Regions from separate parts of the Mus musculus genome. Here region 1 is linked to region 2. The links are chromatin contacts, called in public Hi-C maps. All regions are on one chromosome and are shown on one strand. The core of a region is the stretch at or near the end of the contact, and the rest is flanking DNA. Distances in the headings are between cores, read along the strand shown.

Region 1 (5,745 bases), core at 248-2,747, 74 kb after region 2:
TGTGTTCTCCATTTCCCAAACTCATGGGATCATCATGAAGAAATGGTGAGACACTGTAGATATGCCACTGTCCAGAGATGTTCTCTCACACCAGTCCCTTGCTAAGTACACAAACATGATCCAAAAGCCCCAAAAGACTTCAGTAGATTTCTTACCTCCATTGTGCAAATGGGGTGTCCAAGAACCATTCTGAACACTTACTTAACAGTCAAAGAGTCAAGATCATCTTATTACATTTTGATAAAAGTTGCCTGGAAGCAGCTCATCTTGACCAGCAGAGACTCATTGATCGATTGACTGACATTGCTCCATCCTCCACCAGGATTGGCTTCTGAGGGCCCAGATGTTATTGCCATTCACTGATGTCACATTTTCTGTAAAATGGATTCTCAGAGCTGCTTGGAAGGTTTATTCATGATGATAAATATTGGGATGAACTCTGGAGGAATCACATGACATGGTGTTATCAAAGGCAGGGCTCAAAATGGAGGCACAGAATGGTCTACAAAACCATTCTAACTCATCCACCAAGCTGAAGATAGGAACATATAACACACTGTACTGCATTTTTGGCCAGAGCAAGTGTGGTCTACGTTGAAAAGCTGTGAGAGTGTAGTGAGGAGCAAGCCAGGTAAGGATGTAGTTCCTATCCTGTGCTGTCTGCCACAGTAGAGCAGAATATGACTAAAGTATGTCCCTTAATTCAGACTGAGGGGTACCTGTCCTGTCTCACTCTGCTCAGTGTTCCTGCTTGAACACAGGAAAACCCCACAACTCACTCAGCCACTATTTAGGGCATAATCTAGCAGACCCCTCATTGCAACATCATTCAGCCTTTTTAAGTCCAGGATGGTTGGGGGAGGCTGGTACTCTAAAGAACAGAGCATGGTGTAGGCCAAGAGACAGCAAGCACAGTTGAAAGAAAGGGAAGTTAAAAGCCTAAAGGATGACAATTTCGCTCCAAGAAAAGGATCACTCCTGACATCCAGTGGTAGCATCTGGTTTTACATGTTTGTGAGAATGCTAAAGGATATTAGTAGATTTGTCTTTCATCCCTGGGTAAACCTGAAATGGAATTCTTTGAACTCTCCATGGCTAGGCCCAAGCCTATCCTTTTGAAAAGTACCATTTAGGCTCTTCAGTATCAAACGAGTTGCCAAAGTTTAAGCACACTCTTGAGCATCACACATATGAACACATCCTTAGGAATTTGACAGGATTTTGAAATGTACTATGTTTCTCTTGATTCACCTCTCCCTCATGTCTAACAGTTTCCTTGAAAATTAAGCCCATAAATACAACTTTGCAAGTAGTCTTTTCAACTCCTTTTTACAAGTTGTTTTATGATGGAAACTGCACATCATTCAAGCCCATGTCTACATAATAGCCACCTGAAAAAAAAAGAGATAGTCTGCCATCTCAAAGTAGCAGGGTCTTTGCTAGAAATAAGAAGGAAACATCTCCAGGAAACATGGCCCAGATGCCACTGAGCACATGCTAGAAAGACAGAGGAAATCTTGGGGGAAATGAGATAACTTGTCAGGGTGGAGCATGGCTGCGGGGCCATAATAGCTCAGGACAAAAGCATTGAAACTTTTCTGAATACATCTTGTCTGTAGAGTTTTAAATTGATCCTTATGAATGTTCACATACACCAAATAGAATAGTGAGTTCATGCAAGGATAATAATAAAAGTTCATGTCTTTCAGTTGGCATCCTCCACAGGAAGTGCTAATAACAAGCCAGATAGAGTTCTCCAAAGATATTGGGAAAGCTTAAAGAACAACATAGCATTCTGGGAATCCAGAGAGTAGGGTAGGGGGTTGGGCCCAGTGCTCAGGAAATGGAGGCACTTCTGCATTAGAGGCCTCACTGGCCTGTAACCCAGTGGCTCCCTACATTTAATTTCGAAGAGCCTGGGATCTCCAGGCAGGAGAAAGAATCAGACAGGTGTTCCATGGCTCCATGTTGGGCCAGAAGAAATAGGCTACCTTCTGATTGCATGTGCTCATCTCCTAACATGAGCAGTACTAAACCCATATCCTATATGTGGGAGAAAGAGAGCATCTCTCCCTAAGATTTAAAAAGACACAGCACTCTGCTCTGAGAGTATGGGTCATTGACACTTTAAAGGAAACCCAATGTCATGGCTTCATGTCCCTAGAGGATATTATGATGCTCACAAAAGCCAGCTAGCAGGCATGGTCTCCCTCTATGTGGGTCTGATTATCCAAAACACCCTGAGGATAGGATCTTTCACTTCTGCTTTCTCTCCAAGGGTCAGCACATCATGTGGACCTCAGACAATTGAAAGATGGATTAAGTCCTCTGAGTAGTTTGGAAGTAAGATCTGGATAAGATCAGAAAAGAATGGGGTGGGATTTACCTGCTGTGAGCAATGGGTGGAATTGGTGAATTACCTCAAAAAGCCAAGGACACGTGATGAAAGTGCCATGAAGATGTACAAGGTGGAAGGACATCCTCAGATAACATTCTCTAGGTCTACTTTACAAGGAAAGCATACAAAAGGAAGAAGATGCCTGCATGGCTCACAGCATAGCCTTCTGTGATAAGCCTAGCTGTGTAGTGAAGTGGGCTCACTGTAGAGCTGTTAGGACACTGGAAATAGCCCCTATCTTCCCATATTACACATAGGGAGAGGTATATGGACTGGTTGACATCCAGACTGTGTGCCAAGGTGATGGCTGTGAGAATGACTGAAATGGGTGTGTCTGAGGGGAAGACTGGTTTACAAAGAAAGTCAGGAGGAAGGATAGATCCTCTGTCTGGAGCCTGTCAAGCAAGACTTCAAATGTGGCTGTTTCCTGTGAGCCTTGATGGGTTTCTGTGTTGTCAGAGCAGTCACCCTTAGGAGAGATCTTCCTCAGCCTGGTTTCCCCTTTCTCACAAGGACACAGTATATTATCTATCTGTCACAGACAGACATGTGTACATTTACCAAAACACAATAAATACCATAACCTTCTATATATCGACCATTTAGATGTGTTGGGTTGTGATTCCAGCAAGAATATCTAACTCATACCAGGATGGCATTAGTAAAGATATACAGGGAACATTCCTTACAACAGCTGCAGCAAGAGTGGTAGGACTAGTCATATGCAACCATGTTTCCAACCTCACTTGCTTCAGGATGTAGTATCCTCATAGCCTCTGCTCTAGGAGCAGAGACCTGAGAGTACTTGGGAGATTTTCCTATTGCACAATATAGATATTTCCCAATGGTTTCCACTGAGAACAGAACCCCAGGACATCAGCTATGCATGGTATGAGCTGCAGGACTGAGCTCCACTTTGTGCCCTCTCCTCTCATGGATGTTTGGCATCCCAGTGTCTTAGCATCAGAAGTTAGGTTATCAAAGATGACCATCTTACCTGCATCTAAAAGATGAGGTCCATGGTGAATTTCAGTTCTGTCTCTAAGGGAAGACCACCTTAACGGTGATCTCTATTGGCTTTTGGATTTGTGTTGAACCTCTGAGTGTTTCATATAAAGAGTCATGCAAACTGCAACATCATGACTCATCTTCTGGGAGGTAAGACTGTGAAGTTTTGTTAGTGATCCCTAGAAGACAGAATTGGAAATGTTAAGGTGGTAGACCTTGGAACCATTTCCTGCTGTGGACTCACTGTCTATCTGGTCTTCATAACAACAGAGGAATACTGCTCCTTGAACAGGTTGTTGGTCTTTTACAGAAGATGAAGTTTCCACAGAGAAGGCAAGTGTTTCCCAGAGCATTGGTGTTCTAGCTCAGACTCTCTGATAAAAATCAGAGCTTAGCCTTCACTCCTTTGACACTTGCCCAATCTCCTCACGGAGTGCAGGACACTGGAACAGGCATTACCTTTGGACAGAGGTGGTATATTTAATGTCGAAGGTGGAGATGGAAAGCAAAAGACCCAGCATGCTTTAAAATTATGCAAGAAACCCCCATCCCTTGTTTTCTGGACTTCCAAATTCTACAGAAGCAGTTGCTGACACTACCAAGAAAGGAATGGAAAACTTCCCAACCCTGAATAAACCAAGAAGGTTGGACTGTGGAACTCTCAGGCTCAGGCACTACATTGGAGCAGGTCATGCTCTGAGCTTTGAGTTCATTCTCAGCACTGAGTCATGATTAGGGTTCCTGGCTCAGACTTCTCACCGGTGAATAAGAGTGTCTTGTGTAAGGGTTCAGGGTATCCTGATGTGGGCCTGCCCATCCTAAAGTGTTACAGACATACTGTCTTGGCAAAGAAAGTTCTGGGAAAGTAAAGGTAGGCAGAAAGAACAGGGGCAAATGAAGTAGGATGCTACGATTCAATAAGACTCAATGTTAGAGAACTAAGCTGAGAGGTTGAGGATCTCCAAATCAACAGCCAAGGCAATTCTCAGGAAGAGAAAAGATCCTGCTGTCCTGACTGGCATCCAAGGAAGGAGAACAGCACATGTGTGTGCCAAGGCTCCCACTTCTGAGACCAGTCGGGTACTGCTCCTGCATTGCTGGCACTGCCTCAGATCCTTCAGGTTCTTCACTTACAAGAACTTTTCCAAGAAGATCCAAGAGTTTGATCCCTGGGTATTTCATTAAGTTTGAGAAATGCCTCAATAGAGTTATCCTCTAAACTCTACAGGCACCACAGAAAATATTCATGTTATGCCCCCCCCCCACACACACACAGACTGGGTGTGGGCAGAGAGCCACAGAGGCAGAGAAAGAATGAGTACAGGAGACAGTCAGAAACAGATGCAGAGAAAGGGACAAAGCAGGACTAATAGAGAGATATAGAAACACAAATGAGAGAGAGAGAGAGAGAGAGAAAGAGAGAGAGAGAGAGAGAGAGAGAGAGAGAGAGAGAGAGAGAGAGGAGTCAGAGAATAGGTAAGTGAGTAAAAAAAGAAATAATTTAAAATGCTTTTCAAGGTTATATGCTCTCAGAGCCATACCAATGGTGAAAATTCGGGTAATGTTTGTAAGGTTCATACATACCTAGTAGCACTGAATTGGACCTACTCAAAGTAGTGCAGGTTAGCAGAAGGAAAATGGCATGAAAGCCTGAGCAGTCCCTAACCTTTCTTGGAGGGATGGGCTCCACACCTGGAAAAGGACCTGGCAGAGAAAACAGTAAAATGGATTAACCTGAAAGTAAAGGAGTCTGCTGTGAAATTGTAACCTATGTCTAGAAAGCAATGAGGACCCACTAGAGACATCCCAGTGATGAGCTGATGGCTGAGTGAAAACAGTGTTGGGTATAATGTGGGGACAAGCTACAAGATGTCAGCTTTGAACCTAAGCAAAATGAGAAGCTGAAGCCTCTAGTCATGAGTCTGACAGTTTTCATTGTTGGGAGCTGTGGTGGCCACTGGGAGCAATGAACTGGTACACAGGTGGTTGTAGAGGGAGCACATGGGCAGGCCCAGCCCATAAAGCAAAGAACAAGCTAGATAGCTAGGACACTGAGTCCAACCTTTCTGAACAGCCGACACATTGGGAACAAAATTTCAAAGAAATGTAGTGACATAGGTCCTGAGGCTACCCTCTAAGAAATCAGAAGAGACCCTCCTCCAAGCTCTTTAGATGTGGAAGATTGATGTCAGAAAGTTGGTGAATGTTTAGGAGAGGAACATTCTAGTTTCTCAGGCACGGAAGCCTTTGAGGTCCATTCATAAGTTTTGCAGCTTTCTTGGGCACAGTTAGAAGATGTGCTGTGTGCCTATGCCCACACTTCTCACAGGAAAGCAGGA
Region 2 (5,806 bases), core at 1,031-3,530:
CAAAAAGGGGGAGTGGGTGGGTAGGGGAGTGGGGGTGGGTGGGTATGGGGGACTTTTGGTATAGCATTGGAAATGTAAATGAGCTAAATACCTAATAAAAAATGGAAAAAAAAAGAATTGACAAATGGGATCTCATAAAATTGCAAAACTTCCGTAAGGCAAAGGATACTGCCAATAGTACAAAATGGCAATCAACAAATTTGGAAAAGATATTTACCAATCCTATATCTGATAGAGGGCTAATATCTAATATATGTAAAGAACTCAAGAAGTTAAACTCCAGAGGACCAAAATAACCCTGTTTAAAAAATGGGATACAGAGCTAAACACAGAATTCTCACCTGAGAAATACTGAATGGCTGAGAAGTACCTAAAGAAATGTTCAACATCCTTAGTCATCAGGGAAATGCAAATCAAAACAACCCTGAGATCCCACTTCACACCAGTCAGAATGGCTAAGATCAAAACTCAGGTGACAGCGGATGCTGGCAAGGTTGTAGAGAAGGAATAACACTCCTCCATTGTTGGTGGGATTGCAAGCTTGTACAACCACTCTGGAAATCCGTCTGGTGGTTCCTCAGAAAACTGGACATAGTACTACCCGAGGACCCAGCAATACCACTCCTGGGCATATACCCAGAAGATGTTCCAACTGGTAAGAAGGACACATGCTCCACTATATTCATAGCAGCCTTATTTATAATAGCCAGAAGCTGGAAAGAACCCAGATGCCCCTCAACAGAGGAATGGATATAGAAAATGTGGTACATTTACCCAATGGAGTATTTCTCAGCTATTAAAAACAATCAATTTATTAAATTCTTAGGTACATGGATGGATCCTAAAAGTATTTTAAAAGCACACAAATAACAAATCAAATTTGAAGACAGAAAATACAGAAGTAGGCAAGTTAGGAAATATCTGAGGAAAAGCAAACATTTGCAAATGGGTTTCAGAAGCAAGATGAATGTGAGGAAAAGATTTCCATAAGGAAAATGAAAAATGCCCACAAAGTCATTTTGCTGGAAGGATTTTTGAAGACTGATTTCTTTTGTATTTAATGCTAGTAAATAATATAATATCCACCACAATGTAATATTTAGCTTGTTACTATAAGGCAAGCATACATATAATAAAGATTTTGCAAGTTTCAACTTGCTATAAAATTATATTTTAAATGTTGCTTGAGTAACATACTCATTAAAGTTCATATTGTATACACTCTTCATTGTTTTTAACATTGAAAACAAAAACATCTTAGGTCTCATTTAATCCTGACAAATTATTATTTATTAAAAATGCCTAATGATGGTCTTCCCAATCCTTATTATTATCTGCATATATATAAGGATAAATATAATAATTAGCTATGTGATTCTGCATAGATATGCTATCAAAATTATAGGATTGCACAAGCTTAAGGTCAAAAAAGCAAGGAGAACCCTGATCCCAGCAGCTGATGACAAAGCTGTTGATTCAGACAAAGAGGAAGCTCAGCAGCAATAGTGGAGGCCCAGGCTCACCACAGGGAGATAGACTGTGGTTCAGGACATGACTGCACGGCACAGACAAGTTCATTGAGAGATACTGATGGGAAGCCAGAGTTGTGGTCAATGAGATTGGAGATCTGAGCTGAAGGCTAGGCTGTGGCTCAGTCACAGCACACTAACACTTAGTAGTTGAGGTTACAGGAAAAGATTGGTTTCTATCCCCTAAAATAAACTTGGAATTTACCATTATCATGTTTCTGGAATGATGCTTGTGAGATTGTAGCAATTTTGGGGACTCTATGCCAAGCTGTCAAAACAAAACACAAAAACAAAAACAAAAAAACCCCTCTGATATAAAGATATAGGTCTCAGTTATACAAGTATTTTGCTATTTTATTGTGAAGTTAAATACTAAGCTATACTATACAAGAAAACCAAGCTGACATAATGATTTCAAATATAACTATGAATTTTAAGTATTTGACCTTTTGTCAATTTGATATAGATGGTTAATGCTCTGAATTTAATATTAATGCTAAAACATGGTTTGATAGATATTAATTAATATGTGAATATGGATTCTCTGTCTTGAGTAAAGCTATAACAGGTGTAAAATAATTATACTGAAAAGGTACTTGACAAAAACGGGCCCAATATCACTATACTAGCTAAATCAACTAATAAGGGAGAAAAATAAAGGGATGCTAGTGGGCTGAGCATGGTCAGCATGGCTCTGGCAGGCCTTGTCTTTCTCCATACTCGCCCTGCTTTGCTAAAAAGCATTAGCTTGCATTCCTGAATCCAGGCACCAAGGTCGGTTCCCTTATTTGGCTACTCCCCCCTCCTGAGACTGACTACCAAGGTCCAGCTGTCAAAGTATTGAAGTCCAACAAACCAAAACCCCTTTGGCTCATCTAATTTGCATACTCAATTAAACACCTCATCCTAACACAGGGTTTCTCCTTTACCTTTATAAACTGCCATTTTGCTATGTGCCACATCTGTCTCTTCTCTATCCAGAGGCAGTCCTTTGTCCCCCTCCTAGGACTAACAGTCTTCCCCACTGCCCCTTCTCTCTCCCCCTTACCCCTTCTTCTCTCCTATCTCTTGTCCCCTCTGAGGCAAATCTCATCTGTGCTGAAAACTTGCTCTTGGGGTGTCTTGAATGGTCTTCGAGGTTCCCTACAAAAAGTATTTATTTGATTTGATTTCCCCCTAGTGGACTTAAGAAGCCTATCTGTTTATAGCTTTAGTGTTTGGGTAAGTACTCAGACTTAGAAGCCTTGAGATCAAAGGCCAATTTATATGCTGAGCAGAGGGCTAAAGTGGTTGAAAGTGCTTGCTGTGCAAGCATCAGGACCGAAGTTTGAATCCCCAGAACCCATATAAAGCCTGGGATAATAACACAAGACTGTAATGCCATTGCTCCTACCCACACTGAGATGGCAGGTAAATACCAGTCAAGATCTCAAACACTCATCCAAGTGTGCACTCATTCAAGTGTGTACTCATTCAAGCGTGCTCATGTGCTTTCCTCCTCACACACATCACATACATAATAAAGGTAAGAAAGAAAACACACTTGTATTACTTTTCAAATATCTTAAAGCATCTGAGAATTATCTGTATTAAATTCTGTCCATCACATTTTGGATCTTTTCAGGAATCAATGAACAGTGGTAGGCTCTGTCCCATAATGCAGTTCTCAACCTATCCCACTCTCAAACAAATTACTACCACAAATACATGCCATTTTATACAAAACCAAGGAACTATAGCTTGTTTCCTTCACATATACTTTGCAAATAAAAGCTAATGTCTCATATTCCATGATAAACTGTGTAAGCATTCAATAATACAGTAGCTATTATGTAGGAGGCAATTCTGTCTGCCCCAGGTTGACAAGTATAGGCAAAGCCAGTAAGAAATAGATTCAAAATGATATGTGTGCTTTAATGCAAGCACACCTCTCCCTCCTCCTTCAACTCCTCCCTCTTTTGTTTCTCAACCTCATCTCCCTCCCTGATTTATCCTTTCTCCTTTCCCCTCCTGCACCTTCCCTCCCTCTCCCCCCACCTCTCTCTGCTATCTGACCTTAAATTGTCCGTAAAGTAAAGCCAATTACAGAATAAATGAAGAAAATCTTACTATATTAATACCTTCAAAATTTGCATGAATGTTTTATTTTTAAAAGTTTTCCTAGTCAGTTGCAATCATTAGTTTTCTGCTCAGTTTCTCTCAACTCAGAAACAGGCCAAGGATGTTTCACATGCCCTCATCTCTCAGTCCCCACAACTGCACAAGTTATTTCCCCCTACTGAGAAAAAAATATTACAAATAGACCTTCAAAAGAATTAGTTCTTAAAAAAAAAAATAAGTTCCCTCAACTCTCTGTAGACTCACTTTTTTTTTTTTTCCAATGCTCGGTTTTCCAAGGCCTCTGCTTTTTGACAGTCAACTGGCAGTCTCAGAGTTTGGTTGGCAGTTTTATTTTGTTTTTGCTTTAACTAATTTAAAAAATATTTTTAAAGCAACTCAATAGAAATAAAAAAAAATCAAAGTAATTTATAAAGAATCAATTGAATCATGAACACAGGTAAATGAACTCTAAAGTGCCTAGATTAAGAATTAAGTTTGTGGCCAGCATCGGGTCACCTAGGGCATGGAGTCAGCGGACATCCCCCAAGGTCCCCTAGAGGACTCTCCACGAGATCTTAGGACCACCAGTGAGTGGAACACAACTTCTGTTCCAATCCAATCTCACGGGACCTGAGACAGCATTAGAGAAGCAGGAAACCCGGCCTGACCAGGGTCACAAGTCCCTTCCGGTCGGCGCCAGCGCTGGGTCATCTGGGCACAGAGTCGGCGGACACCCCCAAGGTCCCCAGAGGACAGCTTCTGAGACAGACCCCATTTCGGCCTCCAGACATCCAGGCACCTTCCTTGCCAGAGGAGAGGTGTCCGTCCTGCCCAAGAGGGCATTGCTGGAGCACCTGGGGGAGCCATCTAGGTTCCCGGATCCCTCTGAGACTAGTCTGTTCAGGTCAGATTGTGGACTACAGAAGCTAACAGCTTCTGTGACAGGCCGAAGCAACACAACTTCTGGGACAGGTCCTGCTTCAGCCTTCATCTTCTGTCAGGAGGGAGGTCCAAAGGCCAGATATCTGTGCACCTTCCCTGTAAGAGGAGAGCTTGCTGCAAAGAGTGCTCTGACCACTGAAACTCAGAGAAGAGACCTTGTCTCCCAGGTCAGCTGATAGAGGCAAACAATCACGAGAGGAACAATCTCTAACCAGAGACAACTATAACAACTAACTCCAGAGATTACCAGATGGTGAAAGACAAACGTAAGAATCTTACTAACAGAAACCAAGACCGCTCACCATCATCAGAACACAGCACTCCCACCTTGCCCAATCCTGGGCACCCCAACACACCCGGAAAGCTAGACCCAGATTTAAAAGCATATCTCATGATGATGGTAGAGGACATCAAGAAGGACTTTAATAACTCACTTAAAGAAATATAGGAGAACACTGCTAAAGAGTTACAAGTCCTTAAAGAAAAACAGGAAAACACAACCAAACAGGTAGAAGTCCATAAAGAAAAACAGGAAAGCACATGCAAACAAGTGATGGAAATGAAGAAAACAATACTAGACTTAAAAGGGGAAGTAGACACAATAAAGAAAACCCAAAGTGAGGCAACGCTGGAGATAGAAACCCTAGGAAAGAAATCTAGAACCATGGATGCATGCATCAGCAACAGAATAAAAGAGATAGAAGAGAGAATCTCAGGTACAGGAGATTCCATAGAGAACATAGGCACAACAATCAAAGAAAGGGCAAAATGCAAAAAGATCCTAACTCAAAACATCCAGGAAATCCAGGACACAATGAGAAGACCAAACCTACGGATAATAGGAGTAGATGAAAATGAAGATTTTCAACTTAAAGGGCCAGCAAATATCTTCAACAAAATTATAGAAGAAAACTTCCCAAACCTAAAGAATGACATGCCCATGAACATACAAGAAGCCTACAGAACTCCAAATAGACTGGACCAGAAAAGAAATTCCTCCTGACACATAATAATTAGAACAACAAATGCACTAAATAAAGAGAGAATATTAAAAGCAGTAAGGGAAAAGGGTCAAGTAATCTATAAAGGCAGGCCTATCAGAATTACACCAGACTTTTTCCCAGAGACTATGAAAGCCAGAAGAGCCTGGACAGATGTTATACAGACCCTAAGAGAACACAAATGCCAGCCCAGGCTACTATACCCAGCCAAACTTTCAATTACCATAGATGGAG

The links. A called contact is a pair of places that touch in the nucleus more often than the background predicts.
Region 1: a Hi-C map of megakaryocyte progenitors shows a contact between it and region 2, with 2.5 times the contacts expected there. The contact joins two enhancer-like sites. A contact is called at or near these places in 5 of 39 promoter capture datasets (the 3T3-L1 cell line, 3T3-L1-derived adipocytes, embryonic stem cells and 1 more), 30 of 484 Hi-C or Micro-C datasets (the AML12 cell line, the BV-2 cell line, the C2C12 cell line and 18 more) and 1 of 115 datasets of contacts at active chromatin or transcription factors (bone marrow-derived dendritic cells).

Annotation. Positions count from the first base shown.
Region 1 is chr1:46,021,509-46,027,253 of GRCm38.p6, forward strand. It overlaps the pseudogene Stk-ps2. Among named protein-coding and RNA genes, the nearest start is that of Dnah7b, 42 kb to the right of the region's middle. Within about 2 kb of position 1,498, at least 6 of the 459 cell types and tissues checked have an H3K27ac peak or open chromatin away from gene starts, as enhancers often do. A contact at or near this core is called in megakaryocyte progenitors, where this site is marked.
Region 2 is chr1:45,946,476-45,952,281 of GRCm38.p6, forward strand. No RefSeq gene overlaps it. Among named protein-coding and RNA genes, the nearest start is that of Slc40a1, 24 kb to the left of the region's middle. Within about 2 kb of position 2,281, at least 12 of the 459 cell types and tissues checked have an H3K27ac peak or open chromatin away from gene starts, as enhancers often do. A contact at or near this core is called in megakaryocyte progenitors, where this site is marked.